Regions from separate parts of the Sus scrofa genome. Here region 1 is linked to region 2. The links are chromatin contacts, called in public HiChIP or PLAC-seq maps. All regions are on one chromosome and are shown on one strand. The core of a region is the stretch at or near the end of the contact, and the rest is flanking DNA. Distances in the headings are between cores, read along the strand shown. Region 1 has its middle 20 kb from the start of LPP. Region 2 overlaps LPP (lipoma-preferred partner).

Region 1 (5,134 bases), core at 1,902-4,401, 420 kb after region 2:
AATTAAGTGCGATTAAGACAATGTTTAAAAAAGTCAAAACAGCTATGTCTGTTTAAAAAAAAGTACTGGAGGGAGTTGCAGCAGAAATGAATGTCTTCTATCCATGAGGATGCAGGTTGGATCCCTGGCCTCGCTCAGTGGGTTAAGGATCTGGCATTGCTGAGGCTGTGGGTAGGCAGGCAGCAGTAACTCCCATTCGAACCCTAGCCTGGGAACTTCCAGATGCCGCACCTGTGGCCTTAAAAAGCAATAAATAAATAAATAAATACTGGAAAGAAATAGAGCAAATTGTTAAACAAAATTATTTCTTCTTAAATCTCTATATTTTTCAAGCTTTCTTGAATGAGTAGATTAATATAGATTATAAAAATAAACTTAAAAAAATAAATGTCTTCTGGCATCATGAGACTACGGAAGCCGGGAAGCAAACCATAACTTATTGCGGTATTTTCCCTAAGCCTTCCTTTCCGGCATTTTTCTCTCACCATTTCCCTTCCTGCTCTCTGTTCTATCAAACCCATCTCATGCTTTGCCACCTCAGTGTCTTTGCTAACTGGGAAGTCCACTTCTCTCAGCCTACCAAAAACACCTGTGAGGGCAAATCCTATAATCCTTCAAAGCCGGTTCAGGTGTCATCTTCTCTGCAAAGACTTCTCTCATAGTCAGAACCATTGTTGTTCTGGCCCTCCTTCAACTCCCTGTATGTCTCTTCAAGTCTTTAACATGTTATATCTCACATTATTATGTTATTAGTAGTAATAGTAGTATTAGTGGTAATATTCTAATGCCTTGGCTGTACTATGAGCTCTTCTAGGCCTTTGGGAGTTTTGAAAATACCTTGATTATAATAAGCCTCAATAGGTGATCGTTAAGGGACTAAATCATCATTCGTCCTAGGATTTGAGGTAGGTCCAAAAGATGGTGGAAACACTATGCTCTTTCTTCTCTTTTACTGGCTGTGTAGCATTGCTTTGAATTTGGTTAATATAGCAACCGAGTGCTTTAAGTATCAATAGATTTTTAGGCTTGACAAATAGAAAACCCAAGAAAATACTTAAGTGTTTCTTTTTTAAAAGCACCAAAAGAACATGTTGTATCTTTCTTTATTTGGAACAACTTACTATCTTGCCTTGGGCAACTTGCTTCCTGGGCTCCAGAGGAACCATTTGCTCTAAAATTAGAAGAAATGAGTTTGGATTAAGAGCTCTCTAAGGCCCCTTCCAAATCTAGCCTTCTGTAATCCTAAAAATGATGACAAAGCCAAGTTTGGCTTTTAGGGACTTCAGTTGTTGTGTTCTGAATACTATAATGTCAAAGTACTGTAACTATTAATAATGCTTAATATTTACAAGAATGCGCAGTCTGAATCTTTCTTGATTTGCACATCACCTAGTTTCTGCTATAGTATTCCTTATTTTTTCCAGAGCAACCTAGAGCTAAAGGCTTCACCTCTGATTGTTTGCCTTCTCAAGTGGAGACACACCTTCTGCAGCTACAGCTGTCCCCAAATAACCTTTTGCCTTACTGTCAGTGTATGAGCCCCCATGACTCAGCAGTCCTAGCCTCTGAGAAACTCCATCATCATCATGACAAACCATCAACAATGAAGTTTTCTTGCACTCTAGTTCTGAGTCAGGCAAGTCAGTCTTCGCAATGTGTAGCCCCAGATCCAATTAAGTGACCAATTTTTAATTCATTCCATGTGAATTTTATTGATAATCTGTTAGGGCCATAGTTATGCTGTGTAAACTGGATGATATGAAACGCATAATCTACTAGAACACAAACAGCTAGCATTTATTTCCAATTTTATGGTTTAGGGATGGTTTCCATGTATGTATGTGTCATGTCTTCTGGAATTCATATCAATGACTTTGAGTTGACATTCAAATATGTGGCAGATAAGAAATATCAAAAGGAGTTTCTGTTGTGACTCAGCAGGTTACGAATCCAACCAGTATCCATGAGGATGTGGGTTCCATCCCTGGCCTGGCTCAGTGGGTTAAGGATCCAGCCTTGCCATAAGCTGTGGTGTATGTCACTGACATGGCTTGGATCCTGCATTGCTATTGCTGCAGCTATGTGGCTATGGTGTAGGTCAGTAGCTGCAACTCCAACTCCAATTCAACACCTAGTCTAGGAGCTTCCATATTGTAGGTGAAGCCCAAAAAAGCAAAAAAAAAAAAAAAAAAAAAAAAAAAAGGTGTCAAGAGAGGTCTCCTTCTAACACTTTGCTGTGGCCAACACAGGCCAGAGACCAATCATCAGCACTGCTGCATCCCCAGAGATAGAGACATTCTATTTTCTTCATTCAACCATAGGTGATCCCTCAGTACATCTGTAATATATCTCAACTGCTCAAGTTCAAGTCAAAGTTTTCTTTCTCTAGAAAGTCTTTCTAGATTTCTCCCTCTCCAGCTAAAAATATCTTCCTTTTTTTGAATACCTACAGTGCTTTTGCTATACCTCTTCTATCACATTTTTATTATATTAAAAGCAATTTTATTACATTTTCCTTCCTGTTCATACCTTATATTCTCTACTACTCTGTGAATACCTACTCTAGATCCATTGAACCAGAGTCTGAGGGGTAATTATGATTCGTTTCTGCTGAGACACAACAGGAACTCCCCATTTTTATGTTTTTATAAATTTGACCACTTCTCTCTGAGGCAAATTTCATTTATGGACAGATAATTGTTGCTAGCAAGGAGCAAGCACAGGACATTTCTAAAGACTTCATTGGCTCTACCATGCATGGGTTAAGAGACCTCCAGCAGAGGAAATTTCATGGGTCATTTCCCAGTAACATGTGACAAACTGCAATCCTAAGAGAAGCCTCAGGTTAATGAGGCAAGCAGATGCACAGGCCAGACCTCAAGACACTGTGGGCAGGAGATTAGGCTTTACAGTAGCACCGATGACTGAAGAATTCTGATTTATTTTCACTCTCTCTACAACTTGTATGTATTTTGGATCCCAAACTGCATTTATCATATGTTAGACCTTGTTGAAATATCAAGGAGTAAGAAAATCAATTGTAGTATCTCTAAGCAAAAACTGACATTGGTTAGAGGTGTACTGTGTTTGCAAAGAGAGCTACAATAGTCTCTTTACAATGTTACTTTGCTCTTCCTCCCACAAAGAAGAGGAATTTACTTAGTCACCCTTTGAATCTAGCTGGCCTCATGACTTTGACTGATACAAGAATACAGCAGCCATATATTTTGCAACTTCTTTTTTTTTTTTTTTTTTTTTTTGTCTTTTTGCCTTTTCTAAGACCGCTCCCTCGGCATATGGAGGTTCCCAGGCTAGAGGTCTAATTGGAGCTGTAGCCACCGGCCTATGCCATAGCCATAGCAATGCGGGATCCGAGCTGCGTCTGCAGTCTACACCATAGCTCACAGCAATGCTGGATTGTTAACCCACTGAGCATGGCCGGGGATCGAACCCATGACCTCATGGTTCCTAGTCAGATTTGTTAACCACTGAGCCACAACAGGAACTCCAATGTTTTGCAACTTCTGAGTCTAGGCCTTGGGAAACCTCACAGCTTCTGCTTTTGCCCTCTCTCTCTTTGTATAAAACTCAACTCTATGTGAAAAAGCCTGAGCTAACCTGCTAAACAATGCAGGCACACAGCCTTGCTATAAGCCAGCAGCAATCAGCTCCAAGCAGACTTGCCAATTGACTGGAATTGCATGAGTGTATCCAGGCAAGGTCATCAGAATGACCACACAGCTAAACCCAGCCCGAATCACTGACCACGAGAATTGTGAGCTAATGACTGTTTGAGGTCACTAAGGTTTTGAACGGGCTTATTACATAGCATAGACTAAAGGATACGTATAATGCATAACACTGAAAGAAATAGTAGCCCTTATTTTAGTGAAGATATCTGGACTGTTGACAAGCTCTCTGGGCCTTTCAAAATGGGTCTGAAGAGTTCCCATTGTGGCTCAGCAGATTATGAACCTGACTAGCATCCATGAGGATGCAGGTTCCATCCTTGACCTCACTCAGTGGGTTAAGGATCATGCATTGCCACAAGCTGCAGTGTAGGTCACAGAGGTGGCTGGGATCTGGCGTCGCTGTGGCTGTGGCGTAACCCTAGCCTGGGAACTTCCATATGCCACAGGTGTGGCTCTAAAAAGTAAAAAATTAAAAATGGAAATAAAATAAAATAAAATAAAATGGGTCTGAAATGAAAGTGTCCATTTTAGACTGTGGGCACAAGCTCACCACAGAGAAAAATAATGTAACGGATGGTTCTGAGGAACAGATTTTTAACTGCAGAGGCGCTGGCTTTTTGTGAGGATGAAGTAACTACATACTCAGGATTTACAAAGACTTGGCTTTTCAAAATAATTCATAATGATTTTTACATTTTGAGTCCAGTTCATAGTTTACCAACTACTTTCAGCATCTTTTGTGGTTTGTAATAAAAAGATTCTTTAGTGCTGACTAGAGTCATAAATTCAGGGGTTTTCAAACTTGGTATCACAGACTTAGAAATGACCTGGGGGCCGTCACTCCAACCTTCCCTTTTAACAATGTTTAAATAGGGAAGACCCAATTAAGATATATTTTGAAGGAAGGATTCAGTCCCTACAAATGAGTGCAATGACACTTACATAGCTCATACAGTTCACTCTCAGACAGGAACTAAAGTGAGTTAGTGAACTCCCACTCCCTTCCACACACACGTGAAGTCAGATTTCCAGACTTTTTTTTTTGTTGTTGTTGTTGTTGTTGTTGTTGTTGTTACTATTTCTTGGGCCGCTCCCGCGGCATATGGAGGTTCCCAGGCTAGGGGTTGAATCGGAGCTGTAGCCACCGGCCTACGCCAGAGCCACAGCAACGCGGGATCCGAGCCGCGTCTGCAACCTACACCACAGCTCACGGCAACACCGGATCGTTAACCCACTGAGCAAGGGCAGGGACCGAACCCGCAACCTCATGGTTCCTAGTCGGATTCGTTAACCACTGCGCCACGACGGGAACTCCTCCAGACTTTTTTTTTAACTGCAGAGCCTGCAACTCCATGGTTATCTCCATTTTCCACAGGTGAGAGGTCAAGGCTCAGACACTTGCTTGAGGTCAGGCAGACTGGGCAAGGGTCTAACCTGAGTTT
Region 2 (5,343 bases), core at 1,004-3,503:
TCAAAACACAAGGAGAGGAGGAAGAAAAAAAGAGAAAATATCCTGGCTTACCCTAACATAAAATGGTGAGCCTTCAGAGAAGTAAAATTGTAAAGCAATGAGGGTCAAACCAGTGCATTTTTTTTAAACATATATAATGATTTTTATTTTTTTCCATTATAGCTGGTTTACAGTGTTCTGTCAATTTTCCACTGTACAGCATGGTGACCCAGTTACACATACATGTATACATGCTTTTTTCTCACATTATCATTCTCCATCACAAGTGAGCAGACAAAGTTCCCAGTGCTACACCAAAGGAGCTCATTGCTAATCCATTCCAAATGCAATAGTCTGCATCTATTAACCCCAAGCATGCCATCCATTCCACTCCCTCGCCCTCCCCCTTGGCAACCACAAGTGTATTCTCCAAGTCCATCATTTTCTTTTTGGTGGAAAGGTTCATTTGTGCCATATATTAGATTCCAGATATAAGTGATATCATATAGTATCTGTCTTTCCCTTTCTGACTTACGTCATTCAGTGTGAGAGTCTCTAGTTCCATCCATGTTGCTGCAAATGGCACGATTTTGTATTTTTTATGGCTGAGTAGTATTGCATTGTGTATATATACCACAATTTCCTAACCCATTCATCTGTCAATGGACATTTAGGTTGTTTCCAAGTCTTAGCTATTGTGAATAGTGCTGCAATGAACATACGGGTGCATGTGTCTTTTTCAAGGAAAGTTTTGTCTGGATATAGGCCCAAGAGTAGGACTGCTGGGTCATATGGTAGTTCTATGTATAGTTTTCTAAGGTACCTCCATACTGCATTTTAACAACCCATACGAACTTGTTATTTAAAAAAAAAAAAAAGGCATAAAAATGCTAACGGCAACAACTTTAATGAACTTCTAACATGTTATTTTACCTTCTTGAGGACTCTGAATTCTCTAAATGAGTCACTGGTTCTCTACCAAATTACAAAAATGTTGAGTTATGCCATGGGATTTATATATTTATTTGTTCCTTTAGGTTGCCAGTTGAAATGTGAGGTTCCTGGAGAAATGTTCAAAGGACATGCTTATTTGCCAGAACTCAGGGGAAAAGCTTTATATCTCAAAGCATTTTTTTGTAAATAAAACAGGAAAACATATTTTCTAAACTCTTAAGGCAAAGATGTTTCATTTCCGTTATACCAAACAACTTTTGTTCAAATTGTTAAAACTTGTAGAAATGCTACATGAGTGGAATTTTTCAGAGAGGGAGAAAATTATATCACAGAAGGAACAAAGACCATCTTCACCAGTTTCAATGTTCAAAAAAGAAGCTGGTTGAAGAAATCTGGATTTGAGAAGTAAGATGGTGCGTAACGTATTAAAAAGTAAGACCCAGATATAGAAATATGAAAGGGAAAAAAAGTGAGGGAACAGGATGTAAAAATGAATAATTTAGATATAAAACATAAGGCATGAACCATGCCAATAAATAGACATAATTTAAATAGAAAATGTCCTGTGATTGTTTTAAGCCACGAACAAATTCACACAGACGCAAAAAAGACCAAAAGTAAAAAACAACATCTAAATCTATTTTTTCCTGGTCTAAAACTGGAAATAGGAGCTACTTTTTAAAGAAAAAAAATCCCTCATTTAATTCTTGTTCTTATCAGAGAACCTTTTTGTCAGTTTTAACAGCAGATTAATCACTTTCACAACCTACGGAAAAAGTTTTCTGGAAAGCATAACAGCCTGCAAGTGTAAATGACAGTATTACTTTTCCTGCAGCTCAGCCGCCTACAAATTCTCTCTCATCCATGACTCAGCATGAGGTAAAAGGAGCTAATGAAAAGGGCCACATTTTCTTTTAAAATTTGTGAACTTTCTTTCAGCATGTAGAACTGCTAAAAAAAAAAAAAAAAAAAAAAAAAAAAAAAAAAAAAAACCTCCCAAAAGCTAGATAGAAAAGTAAAGAGGCTCTCCATGAAAGCTTGTCAGTTACATACCTAGAACTAGAAACTTCCTTCCAAGTAATGTTAAAAGTAGATATGTTGGTTGCTGTTTTCTCCCACAACCCATCCAAGGCCTAACATTACAACCTATTGGGAACCAGTGTATGCACATTTCTATATTACATTTATAGGATTGTAGGGGGGTGATAAAATGTTGCTTTGCTGAAACCAAGATTTCAAAAGGAAAGACAGAAAACACAGAACTTTGTGGTCAAGACAGGGACTTGTCCTGGGGCTTTCCCTCCTAGCAAAATACCACTTGATTTGATTGTGTAAACAACTCTCTAGAAGCAGTCAGGTTCCTGCAGAGCCATCACAGAGGTAGGGTAATGATTTTTTATGGTATGTTTTTTTCACCCTCAGAAGGAACAATGTGATCACTTTGTTGGAAACATAAGTAAATTAGGGAAACCATCTTATTTATAAGCATTCATCAAATATTTACTGAGTGCTCAGTCTTTGTGAGACACTGCTAAGCACTGGGCAGCAGGGACAGGAAGCTTAACCGTAAGAACAGCATCTCTCTCTTTCTCAGGAGGTCAGTGTCTTCAGGGAATTTACAGCATGTGATCAAGTGGGAGGAGGAGGCTGGGACTAAATGAGCATTTACAGGGAAGGGTGCAAAGTATGGGGATTGGGAAATTCAAGGTAAATGATATAGGAGCACTGTTTAACAAGGGTATCTAAACTACATAAGAGCAGAAAAAGCTGCTGAACAATTTCTCAAGGGAAATGACATCTATGCTGAGACAAGGCAGCAGAGGGCTGGGGCCATGGATAGTGGTCCTGGTAGAGAAAATAGCATATGACTGTCCAGTAGCAGCTCAATACCGTTGGGGACCTGACAGAAGCCCAGTGTAGTTTCATAGAGCATAAGAAGGGCAGTAGTAAAAGAAGTCAAAAGGGCATATAACATCTTTTAAAAAGGGGGGGGGAATGGAGAAAAAGAAGTGCTTTACTAGTCCTAGTTTACATATGAGAGCAAAGCAAAAATGGTTACTTGTCCAGAATCACATAACAATGAGATTCAAAGTGAGATTCAAATCCATTTCTAATTGATTTCAAGGTCTGTTTACTTAATCATTCTGTTATACTACTGAGCTAAAAAACTAAGGTGTTAGGGAAATACTACAGTGAGATTTGCATTTTAGGAACAGATTGGGTGGCAGAAAAGGGGCTACCAAGAAACCAGTTAGGAGCGTTTTACCAACACCATACAAATATGGTACATGTGAAATCTGTTGAAGGCAGCGGAGATGGGAAGAAGCAGAAAGGTCTGTGAAATATTTGAGAGGTAAAATCGACAATAAGGGAAAGACAGGAGTGTAGACTTCTGGCTTAGGAATCTGGTTGGATGGTGACACCATTCAATTTAACAACACAGAAGGTAGAAAGAATTCTGGAGAGAAGTTGATGAATTTATTTTAGACATGTTGAGACTAAATCTTGTGTGATATATGCAAATGCACCAGGCTAATAAGCACTTAGAAAGGTCTGGATGTGAAGTGCAAGAAAGCTTGCTGAAACAGATCTACATAACAACATTACAACACAGGTAACTGAGGCCACAGAAGTGAGAGTCTCCAAATCAAGTATGGGAAGAATAACAATAACAGACTCTAGGAAAGACACCCCACACCCCTGACCCCCATCGCCACCACTACCAAAGAAACCAACATCCAAGGGAAGGCAGAACAAGAGGAGCTAAACAGATCCCTATATGGGGACTTGTTCAGAAAATTAGAAAGAAAACCAAGAGAGCATGAAAGACCTAGAAAAGTTGGCAAAAAGGTGTAAGTGTGCTGCTGGTTTAAACAGGAAAGGTACACAACGTAAAACTCTGGGAAAAGCTTACTGAAAGAGAGTCAATAGAGGCAAGGGTGAGCTGAAATACTGAATCATAGACTATAAGTTTGAAAAGAAGAAATACAATCAAGAGACTGATGGGGAAATAGAAATAAAGATAATAGAAGGCGAAGATGTTAAAAAACAGTAGAGTGGGAGTTGTCTAACCTGGAGCTGAAAACCTACAGGGTTGTATTTTTGTTTTCTTTAGTTTTGTTTTATGATTTTCTGATTAATGAACAGAGCAATGATAAGATCAAAGGTGTAACCCTGGGATTGGTGGCTACAACTGAGTGGAGATAAAAGTCACAGGAGGTAAGAGGTCAAGGGACTGAAAAGCCAGGAAGATGACCTCTGAAACCTTCCAAACAGACTGAAAGTGTAAGTGAGCCAAGCAGAAAAAGACCCATATCTTATTATATCATTTCTATGTTGAATCTACAAAAAAAGAAAAAAAAAGATAAAAATGAAGTTATTTATCAAACAGAAACAGACTCACAGACATAGAAAATAAATATATGGTTACCAAAGGGGAAAGGAGGGGCTGATGTAGATAAATTAGGAGTTGGGGATTAACATATACAAACTATTACATATGAAATAGATAAACAACAAGAACCTACCGCCTAGCACAAGGAACTATACTCAATATCTTGTAATAACCTATAATGGAAGAGAATGTGAAAACAGAATATGTGTGTGTATACAAAAAACTCAGTCACTTTGCTGAATATCTAAACCTAACACAACATTGTAAATCAACTACACTTGGATAAAAAATGATTAAAAAAAAAAAAGATTGAAAGCCTGGACCCAGAGCAGAGACAGTGTGCAATTTGCCAAGTGAATAACAGCAAGGACCAAGAGATCAGGAGATGATGGATAACAATGTGAAGGAAAAAGCATTTTGGTCAAATTCTTTCAACTTTAAAGAAGCATATAAACACATTACTAAGTTGTAATAATTAAGAAAGAAAAAGAAAGTGCAATCAACTCTGCTGTTTGGAACTTAAAATTAGCACAAAGGAACTATTTGTAGAGCAATGGTTCTATTCCCAGAGCAGATAGGCAAAGCTTATTCAGGCCCACCATGCATGAGATAGAACATCATCTGCCCAGATTTATTGCCCCTACATCTATCATCACCCCCAACCACTAATTCTGATGATTATGCTAGGATGATTAAGAGGTACCTCTTCTGCTTTTCCTGTTTCTGACCTTTCAGTGCTCATGGCTTCTCTATATAGATTGATCTGTTGTAGAAAATAGTTAACCTTCTGTGATGATCAGTTTTATATGTCAGTTTTGCTAGACTACAATCTCTCTAGTTATTCAATCAAACACTAATCTAGGTATATTTGGGAAATTATCTTGTGTAAGGGATTAAAGTCTATAATAAATTGACTAAGTAAGGAAGATTATCTTAGAGAATCTGGGTTGGCCTGATTGAAAGTTGAAAGGCCTTGAGAGCAAAGTTGAGACTTCTTTAAAGGAGAAGAAATTCTA

The links. HiChIP or PLAC-seq counts read pairs in DNA pulled down with a chosen protein or histone mark.
Region 1: an H3K27ac HiChIP or PLAC-seq map of alveolar macrophages shows a contact between it and region 2. The contact joins two enhancer-like sites. A contact is called at or near these places in 1 of 47 Hi-C or Micro-C datasets (embryonic fibroblasts) and 1 of 2 datasets of contacts at active chromatin or transcription factors (alveolar macrophages).

The regions. Positions count from the first base shown.
Region 1 is chr13:125,759,723-125,764,856 of Sscrofa11.1, reverse strand. No RefSeq gene overlaps it. Among named protein-coding and RNA genes, the nearest start is that of LPP, 20 kb to the left of the region's middle. Within about 2 kb of position 3,151, at least 9 of the 83 cell types and tissues checked have an H3K27ac peak or open chromatin away from gene starts, as enhancers often do. A contact at or near this core is called in alveolar macrophages, where this site is marked.
Region 2 is chr13:126,174,426-126,179,768 of Sscrofa11.1, reverse strand. All of the region lies in intron 5 of LPP (lipoma-preferred partner), which reads right to left. Among named protein-coding and RNA genes, the nearest start is that of MIR28, 110 kb to the left of the region's middle. Within about 2 kb of position 2,253, at least 6 of the 83 cell types and tissues checked have an H3K27ac peak or open chromatin away from gene starts, as enhancers often do. A contact at or near this core is called in alveolar macrophages, where this site is marked.